3 separate regions of the Mus musculus genome follow, and regions 1 and 2 are each linked to region 3. Evidence: chromatin contacts called from public Hi-C and Micro-C data. All regions are on one chromosome and are shown on one strand. Each heading gives the region's core, a stretch centred on a gene start, on an enhancer-like site or on the middle of the called end of the contact. The rest is flanking DNA. Distances are from core to core; before and after follow the strand shown. Region 1 overlaps Ltbp1 (latent transforming growth factor beta binding protein 1). Region 2 overlaps Ltbp1 (latent transforming growth factor beta binding protein 1). Region 3 overlaps Ttc27 (tetratricopeptide repeat domain 27).

Region 1 (3,319 bases), core at 127-2,626, 280 kb before region 3:
GCTTGCCACCTGCTGCCCGACAGCGAAATCTTACTTAAGCAAATCGCACCCATCCACGCTTTCTAAGGCAGCCCCTTTGTACGCTGACTGTTGTGGGTGTTCACACACTGTGTGTATATCCAGCAGTTCTCGCTACTTTTTTTCTTTTTTCTTTTTAAAGAAAGGGTCAAATCTAACTTCTCTTTTTACCAGATAGATACTATTTCCAGTTCTATACATAATCCTCTAAAACCAGAGTGGCTCAAAAAAGAAAGGAGGAGGAGGGAGAAGAGAAGAAGGGGGAGGGGAAGGAGGAGGTAGGGGGAGGAGGGGGAGAAGGGAAAGGAGGAAGAGGAGGAAGAGGAGGAGGAGGAGGAGGAGGAGGAGGAGGAGGAGGAGGAGGAGGAGGAAGGAAAGAAAATAAAATGAAAAAAAAAAGCTTCCAAACTGTTACCCACACTGTGTGTATAATGAATTGAGCGAGCTGCAGTTGTGTTTATTACAGTACCCAGATCAGGGAGGAATGTCTTTGAAAATGTGCCAGCATTGTCCTACGCCCCCATGGCCTGTCATCATTCCAACATGATATAGAATACTAAATCCATTCTGGGATTCATGCAGACGTTAACATCCCAACATTAAAGCACAACGGCATTAAGCAGGTTCATAAATAGTTTATTTTAAATGCATTCACATAATGAAACTCTCAGTAGCAGTTCAGCTGACCCAAAAGGGGAAGAAGAAAAAAACCTCTCAATAATTCCACCATTGTGCTAAGTATTAGCTTTCCACAGTGAAACTTCCAACAATCTTAGCTGCACTAACTCTCACCAGTGTTTTCAAAGGCTCTTGGTAGATCCAGGACTCATCTCTAATTTCACTGATTCTAAGACATCCTGAAACATAAGTTAATTTTAGCACTAAAACACAAAACAACCAACTACCAAATAGTGTCTGTCTTCTAACTCTATACATATTCAACTCCATGTAGTCGGGACATCAAAAAAACCAATCCAGAAGACGAAAGGAAGAAAACGCCATCTGAGAAAAAGATGCCCTGAGAGTGAGCTGCAAGCCACCAAGGACAGCTATTATACAAACCAGACGTAGTCTGTGTGCTCTTCAGAGCTCTGGACCATGGAATAGACCAGCAGCCCCTTGAAAGACGGATGGAAAGCAGGTTTATGACATTGCATTGATAACTCCTGGGGCCTCTGAGGCACACCACTCCAGGCTTGCCTAAGTGCAGAATAAAGCCAAAGCTATTTGAAGAATTCTGTTCATCTGGGATCTACTATACAGCAGACGGCAAAAAATCAACTCACTTTCGAGAGAACATCAGAATCTTAGACTATTTTCTAGTATGCATTACTTTCCTGAACACTAGGGGCAGTGTCTCCATACAAAAAGAAGCCAGCTCAGGGGCAGCCTCTTAGCTTTTAGAGGCTGCCTGCTCTTCTTGGGAAAGAGTAAGCACACATTCTCTGCAAAGTTCTACAGTGGCTATAAATCCCTGAGCTACGGCTGTAGTGTTTCCCATGCAGCAGGAAGCCCTTCGGTGCTGTCACTTAACTGGCCTTACTGGCCACAGCGAGGCAGCTAGAAGCAATTAGTTCGTAAAGGCTAAGGTTTAGTTTACACTTCACATACTACATCTGTGATTCCAAAGAGGACCTGGTATCCATAGGCAATGATTCAGCGAATCACTCATTTATTGATTCCAGGCCCATCAACAGCAGAGCCAGACTTTAACCAAGGATGGCAAATATGTGACTTTATTAGAAGGCACAGATAGCATTGCATGTATTTTGCTCTTTAAAAAGATAGCTGTAGGGGCTAGAGAGATGGCTCAGAAGTTACTTTCTATTCTTGTAGAGGGCCCAGGTTCAGTTCTGAGCACTAATATGGCCCCTTGCATCTGTCTACAGCCCCAGTTCCAGGGAATCCAACATCCTTTTCCAGCCTCAATAGGCATCCAGCATGCATGCGATGGACATGTATACACATTTAAAACACTCATGTACATAAAATAAAAATAAATCTTTAAAATTAAAATATATAGCATATTTACTTATATAAATAAACTCTAGAAATAATATGAAGGAAAGAAAAAGTAACTTCAGCGATCCCTTATTTAGTAAAATGAAAGAATATTTATGCTAGCTGTTAGCATAGTACTTACGAAACATATGGTACATATGAAATAATGATATACGTGAGATTGAAAATCCCCAATATTATTTTGTGTTTTGTTTTGATGTTTGTCTGTTTTTGTCAAAGACTTCCTAACAGAGCTTTGTGTGAGACTTTTTTGGGGGGAGAGGGGCGGGGGAGCATGAACAAATGTCTTTCCACCCCAAAAAGGGCACTAACAAAACATCAAAGATACAATTCCCTCCCACTCTAGCTTAATGAACCAGTGAATTTATTACAGGAGTGGGGATGGCTCAAGACAACCACATCACTGGAAAGTCTGCACAAGCGTGAGGAAAACTTATACCTGCAGACGATTTGGCTACCCTCTCCTTAGCAACTGTTACTGCTTGTATAACCATACGGAGGGGCCTTGTGACTCTCTTAAACTGCAGGAACTTCCTGAGACTTGTAAACTGTGCTTCTTTCCTGAATCTTGTTAAGTTTCATTTTCTTCCTCAGTCTTAACGAGGCTTCTTCCAGGATGAAAGAGTTCAATTCAGAGGGTATAGCTGAAAGCTTCATTATCTCTTTATTTTTTTACAAATAACTTAAATTAATTTGAACACAAAAACATGTGGCCTTTGTTTTTTAATTTTAAAGAACGGCACTTTTTCACTAGGTTTGCGCAGTATTTCCAATTCTGAAGCAATACTGTGATTTCTATCATGTGGACGTCACCTGGGCTGAGTCACCCACAGAGAAAATCCTAAGAACCTTCCTGGCAACTTTAGACCTTAGCAGATAATTAAACAAATGCATGCCACACCTGAAACAAACAAACAAACAAAAACCATATTACTTAGGAATAAATGTCACAAAATAAGTATGCAATCTCTGTTATATACTTTTATGGTTAGCTTATATTTAACTATTTTAAGTATTAACTAATAAGAATAGAAACACACAATAGCTTAATGAACCAGTGAGTTTATTACAGGAGTGTGGATGGCTCAAGACATCACTGGAAAGTCTGCACCAGTGTGAGGAAAACTTATACTTGCAGACGATTTGACTACCCTCTCCCTAATAGGTGGGTTATTATAGAATTATAAGGCAGGGGTATGGGACTCATTTCTGGTTCTTTAAAAAGACATCATGAAAGATGTAAACCAGGGCTCTGTCAGCTAAGGGAGGAAGCGTTTGG
Region 2 (3,205 bases), core at 341-2,840, 440 kb before region 3:
CTCTCAGTGTGGCTTTAGGTTTTTCACTTCTAGGCCCAAGACTTGATAAATTATGAGGTCTTCCCAGTATCTACAACTTCCCTATGATGCTAAGAAAATGAAGCAAAGTACTCAGGGCATCTCACATTTAAGGCTCTGGCTTTTCTGGCTGCCTAGAGGACACCTGTTCAGGCCAGTATTTAGTTCTTACAAAATCTGAGATGGGTAGCAAAATACTCATGGGAGGAGAAAAGGGAACTGTGTTGTAGATGATAGGTCAGCAGGGAAGTACCTCGGCTAAGCAGGCACAGGTGCGGGTACCCGTGCACACATAGAACATAACCAGTGTGGGGACCCGGGTCTGCTCAGTGCTAGCCACGCTCCTGCAGGGTTTTGCCACAAGTTAAGAAATGGTAAGCATTCCAGTAGCTTGAAAGAGTAAGTAAAAACTTTACCAATCACATATCAGTATGCCCTTAGCCACCTGGAGAGAGCAGGACATCACACATCTACCATGTAACTGTCACATGCTGGGCCCCGGAGCATCATGTGACAAAAGAACTCAAGCTTCTACCCAGGGGGTCCACATCAGTACATTCCAAAAGCCTTACCTTGACAAAAGGTGTTGTTAACCCGTTTATATCCTTGTAGGCATTCCATCATTTGAGTATATCCATGATAGGCTGTAAATGGCGGGAAGAAAAGCATTCATTATGATTTAAGTTCTTGTGATCGGAAGCTGCTAGATGTGGTGCCATTTACCACACCAATAGATTGACCATTTACAAGCTATGAGTACCAACAGAGACTTCCGCCTCATGCTTGCATGCTTGTTCTCAGTGTGCTTCCTATTGCACTAGCTGTATTCCTAGGAAGTTGACAGGAAACCTTTACTGTATTAACTGAACGTTAAGACTGCTTTGTATTATCTTCTAATTCGTTATTAAATATTCCCATCATAAGATGCATTCCCCTACAGATACTTGTTTCAAGAAACAGTGGGCTAACAGGGGAAACATTGGCATGTGGAAGTTGCTTCATTCATCCATTGGCCTCAAGTCCAGTGTTGTCCCCTACAATGAAGACACCAATGTGGGTGCCTACAGAAACCGGGACCTCAGTTGCGAGTCCTTCAGTGACAAAAGGATCATATTCAGCAGTCTCTTCAAGGCATGGAGCCAGACCAGATGACCTTGTCTCCCTCTGCTTAGGATTCTAAGCCAATTTTCTTCTAAAACTTTGAGGAGACAATCGACTTGTTCACACTAAGCACATCGCTAATAGATGATAAACTAGTTAATGAAACAATTTGTAGATTTAAAATTGAGTTTTCAATAGCAAAAAGAAAATTATTGACAATGAAAGGTTTTTGCATGAGGCTAAACAAAACTTCATTAAATGAAAGCCACGTGAAAGTTGAGGTTTGAACTATTTGGAGAAAAACAAAACAAAGTACAAACTAAACAAGGTCATGGAACCCCAACCATCATATATAGAAGCCAAGGACCGTCTGCTCTCTTCCAGCATGAATACCATTTAGAGAGTAGTGCCAAACAAGGGAAGGAAAGATCTTAAGAAGAATGTGACCTTGAGTGTGCTGCTTGCTGGTGAGTCACTTCAGACAGTATAAGCACAGCAAATGCCAGGATGTGAGAGTTCACCTCACTCCTCATCCCTACCACTCTGAAACCAAAGCCATCTCTTCAATTCAGACATCAAATGAGCCACGGGCTTATTTTCACCAACGTTTTTGTTAAAAAGGGCGACTCTGTACTTTCCCATTCCGCTGAAGTCATCGTCAGTACTGAGCTGTGGCGCTAACAACACCATATAAAGCAGTGGGTTCCTGCCCAGATGATGCAATGCTAGAAACAAATGGCTGGAGGTCAGGAATAATAATAGCCTTAGGAATTAAGGGGGGAGATGATGTGAACCCCTTTACTCCTAACATCTGTCACTCTCGGCTCCTTTGGAATTTAGAAAAGAGAAAAAAATAGAAATAGCTAAGATTGGAGAAAAGGCACAAAGCAGCCAACAAATGGAAAAAGAAAAATAAAGGGGAAGAAGAAAAATATATAAAGAAACAGAAGGAGACCAGAACGCAGGTTGGAGGATCCTCTCTCACCCCCATCCTTAGACCTAACAGGGGGAAACATGTCTCTACCACAACAGCATTAGACAAACACACATGACAAATGAATGGGGCAGATGGCAGTGTGCTTTTAGCCATTTAGATACAGATTCCAGGTTAATGACTCATCAGAATCAACAGCGAATGACAGCGGGAGGCAGTCACGTTTGTGTCACCCCAACTCTAAAACACCAAGTTCTTCAAATAATTTCAAATGTATCCCAGAGGTCCCTTCAGTCAGAGAACCAAAATAATTTAGGTAAACAGGTCTTTAAGTAATGTGGGATCGTTATCATTCAACCAGCCTGCTTCGTGGAAATCCATCTAACTAACCATCATCCGGCCCCCTTGGAAAATCCATGTGAGACATTCTTTGACTACTGAGGATCTCATGGGACTTTTTTCTCTCTTTAAGGAAGAACCAATGTTCACAAACTTTAGCAGGAATTTCTAACAAACGCTAAGTAGTGTCAACAAATTGAATGAATACTTCAGGTAATCAGAGACCCTGTATGTTTGAGAAACTAGGAATCAGAAGGGCAGACAAAGGAAGAGGTGGTTTACAGAAAATTACCATGCTGGGAGAGTAGTTTTAAAAAGACAAGTAGTAGGTTTTTTAGGTTAAACAAAAAGGTTTAAAGGGCAAGTGAGAAGTTGGAGAGATGGCTCAGTAGTTAAGAGCACTTGTTGCTCAGTTTCCAGCATCTACACGGTGGCTCATGCCATACATAACTCTACTTCTAGGGGATTTGACACTTTCTTCTGAACTCTGTGGGTACCAGGCACAAATGGGATACACATATAAGCATGCAAGCAAAACATGCATATATATAAAATAAAAATACTTAAAAGGGTTTTAAAGACAAGCAAGAGTATCAATTCAGTCGATAAATAAACATCATCTGACTGTAGCAAATGAGATGTCCCTTTAAGATGAGAGGGAGAGACAATTATAAAAGTCTTTATAAAAGCTTTATGAAACTGATGACTGAGAAGAAAAAAAGGAAGAAAAAGTCAGTTGGGGGGGGGGGAAGAACAGAAGTTTAATAAAACTCACCCTGAAACAAGTTAGTACTGCCTTTCTAAAATGTGTTT
Region 3 (2,963 bases), core at 188-2,687:
TAGACCAGGCTGACCTTGAACTCAGAGATCTGCCTGCCTCTGCCTCCCAAGTGCTGGGATTAAAGGCGTGCACCACCACTGCCTCGCCAGTTTTCTGACTTGCTACCCAGAGTTCCTTCTTCCTAAGGGACTGGGGGGCTTGGGGGTGGGAATGGGGCGCTGTCCACATGAATAAACAAGTTCACAATTTCTGCTATGTCCCTTCGGGACCAACTGGTTGGCGTCTGTCTGTCACATGAACTAAAGGTTAACATAATCTAGCCCTAAAGGCACGCCCCGTTCTCTATCCTGTGCCTTCTTCCCTACCTCAGTCTCATGGCACAAATGAAAACAAGCTGTTGAATATAGTTCAACAAACAGGAAATACCCTTAGGCCAAATCCAAGATCACTGCCACCTCTGTTTGGTAGTGGCTTTCCCCAAGACATGCTCCATGCTCTTAAGTCGTGCATCACCATACTTGCACTCTAATATTCCCCTCACTGAAGGAGAACACTCTTTAACCTGTCAGTTTTACTGTCTCCCTAAGGGGATAGTTTCCTTAATTTTCCTTTTACTGTTGTAAAAGAATTCTACTATTGGTTGTTTAATGCTGTTTCTTGTTTGGATGTTTACAGCTATTCTGTTATTTGCCTCTTCTTTCCAGAAAACTTACACCACGTAAGTCATCTGCTCCCGAGACCTTCCCAGAAGGTTTATCTCCCTGTTGGCTACAGATAACGGGCAAGAGTGATTTCTCTCATCACCTTGCAGAGCAACAGGCGGGAGAGACAGTTGCACGTTTGCTGCAGAGAGCTGACTGCACCAGAACTGAGCTAGCCCATACGTATGCTGGCTCTGCTTTTCCGAGCAGTGGAGTGATTGCAGACTCGGCTTTCCACCTTATGCAGGCACAGAACAGACCGGCCTGTGCCATGCCTCTGGGGTTCCTAGGTCTCAGAACCAAGCAGGCATCAGGCAGGGTTTCCACCTTCCCCACTCTATCACGGCCCAGACGCTACCACAGGGTTCTTGGCAGCTGTAAAATTAAGCCTTAGGAGTTTCTTTCTTTTTTTTCCCTTCCTTCCTTTCTTTTTTTTTTCCTTCCTTCCTTTCTTTTTTTTATTGCTAGCCAATATGAGAAAGAAAGAAAAAGACTCTTTTTTTTCTGTACATATTATTCACATATGTCCATCCTGTCTGCTCTTTGAAAAGGGAACACCAACCTCCTTGAATTTTCTACCACAAGTAATAACTTTACGACAGAAATTATTGGGTCACATTTCAAATGTAGATACTTTATCCTTTCAAAAACTAAAATGAGTCAGGCATAGTGTCACATGCCATAAACCCAGTGTTAGGGAGGCTGAAGCAGAAAAATGACAAGCTCAAAGCCAACCTAGCCTACACAGTAAGATCCTGCCTCAAAACAAAAACCACTAAAAGGACAGGCAACATTTGCCCTGTACATAAGGGTGAGTATGGCCCAGGCCTTGGGATGAACCATGATTCAAAGGTCTGACTCACAGGGAGAGCTCAGGAGATTCACTGGGCACCCTGTGCCAGACAGCTCCAATCTTACAACTTTATTCTGCTTCTTCCAATAGCCCAGTGACTCTTTGTTGACGGGAAACAACGTCTACGCTAACAGCTGAAGGTATTCAGGACGCTCTAGACTTGGCCTTGGCCAATATGGCACTGTGTCCTCCACAATCTCCTACAGAGGTCAAACCGAGAAGTTAAGAGCTCTGAAGCTAGGGCAAATGTCCAGGCTGAATATCAACTCCTGTCTTCATCAACTACAGCGGCTGGTACAAACTGACACTTCTAATTCTTCATCTATAAAGTTAGTAAAAACATTAAGGATCTTGGTGATTGTGCCGCTGGCTAAGAGTATCTACAGAGTGCTTAAAAGTCAGTACCTGAAGCCTGGTCATATGTAAAACTCCTTGCTGTGTTACTATTAGGATAGAATAGAATAAAGTCAGAACTCTACAGTCACCAAGAATCTTTGCTTTCTAAATGACTGGTGTTTGCACATGCAGAATATATTATTCCCAGAAGACATGCCCCCAGTTTCACTTCTGTGAATCTAACCCTTCTTTAAGTGCTCAGTGAAAATCACTTCTCCATCAGGCCTTTCCTGACCATCCATTGTTGCTTCATTCGCCTCTAGGCAGCAAAAGCACACTGCCCATTTATTCTACCACTGCTCACAGGGGACTCACACCTCTCCTCTCCCCACTGACACACAAAAAACAAAGGATTGCAAGCCTGCATCTTAACAAGCTTTTGCATCTCTCAATACTGCTAAAGGAATCCACGTTACATCCTAGCTTAGATCATCAGTGCTTTAAAAAGCTCCAGTCTCAGGAAAGCATTAGTCCCGTTGACTGCCCCCTACCACTCAGCACTGCCACTGGCTTCCCTTCACCTTTGTCCACCAGTGTTTCACTTCTGCCTGCAATAAAACAAGGCCGTCTAGTATCTCTTTACTTAGCTGTCTATTCTCGGTTCAGCACTGCATTTGACCACCATCTCCCTAGGAAGCAGGTTACTGATAGTAATCTGCTGTCTCACCGCACCCACTCTTCAGTCCTCAGAGTCTGTTTTTGATCGTCACCAGCAGGCTTCAAGCCAGGGACCAGTTCTTGGCTTTCTATGAATGTTATAGCATTTGGCATCACCCTGATAGTTTCATTTCTATGATCCCTTCCCTTAGTTCTTTCCCCTCTGGCCAATGTGCTGTGTTGACCCGAGTATATTCCATTTCATTTGTATTTCTGGCAGTGTCCTTCTCCTACCTTCCTCCAGTCACTGGAGATGTCCAGAGTACAGGGCTCGGTCTCATATTCTAAGCTGGTACAATGTTCTCTAAGACATTTGCTTACTACTGCAGTTTCAATTTAAGTCCGAGGAGCAGCATCTGCATGCTCTATACAATGGCTTTTCACTCAGGCTTTTAGCTCTAAGGGACTGTCAGCT

The links. Hi-C and Micro-C count contacts between places; a contact is called where the count stands out from the background.
Region 1: a Micro-C map of granulosa cells shows a contact between it and region 3, with 2.8 times the contacts expected there. The contact joins two enhancer-like sites. A contact is called at or near these places in 2 of 39 promoter capture datasets (the 3T3-L1 cell line and hippocampal neurons), 4 of 15 datasets of contacts at CTCF or cohesin (embryonic stem cells, hippocampal excitatory neurons and pro-B cells), 99 of 484 Hi-C or Micro-C datasets (the 3T3-L1 cell line, 3T3-L1-derived adipocytes, the AML12 cell line and 45 more) and 7 of 115 datasets of contacts at active chromatin or transcription factors (the HL-1 cell line, astrocytes, cardiomyocytes and 3 more).
Region 2: a contact with region 3 is called in a Hi-C map of the C2C12 cell line, with 2.1 times the contacts expected there. The contact joins two enhancer-like sites. A contact is called at or near these places in 2 of 484 Hi-C or Micro-C datasets (the C2C12 cell line and cortical neurons) and 2 of 115 datasets of contacts at active chromatin or transcription factors (bone marrow-derived macrophages and embryonic fibroblasts).

The regions. Positions count from the first base shown.
Region 1 is chr17:75,085,613-75,088,931 of GRCm38.p6, reverse strand. The region is part of intron 3 of Ltbp1 (latent transforming growth factor beta binding protein 1); the gene reads right to left. Among named protein-coding and RNA genes, the nearest start is that of Ltbp1, 82 kb to the right of the region's middle. Within about 2 kb of position 1,376, at least 64 of the 459 cell types and tissues checked have an H3K27ac peak or open chromatin away from gene starts, as enhancers often do. A contact at or near this core is called in granulosa cells, where this site is marked.
Region 2 is chr17:75,249,801-75,253,005 of GRCm38.p6, reverse strand. It overlaps Ltbp1 (latent transforming growth factor beta binding protein 1), which reads right to left. Exons shown (of 34, transcript NM_019919.4): 9 at 591-662. Among named protein-coding and RNA genes, the nearest start is that of Rasgrp3, 180 kb to the left of the region's middle. Within about 2 kb of position 1,590, at least 38 of the 459 cell types and tissues checked have an H3K27ac peak or open chromatin away from gene starts, as enhancers often do. A contact at or near this core is called in the C2C12 cell line, where this site is marked.
Region 3 is chr17:74,807,630-74,810,592 of GRCm38.p6, reverse strand. The region is part of intron 13 of Ttc27 (tetratricopeptide repeat domain 27); the gene reads right to left. Among named protein-coding and RNA genes, the nearest start is that of Ttc27, 91 kb to the right of the region's middle. Within about 2 kb of position 1,437, at least 27 of the 459 cell types and tissues checked have an H3K27ac peak or open chromatin away from gene starts, as enhancers often do. A contact at or near this core is called in the C2C12 cell line and granulosa cells, where this site is marked.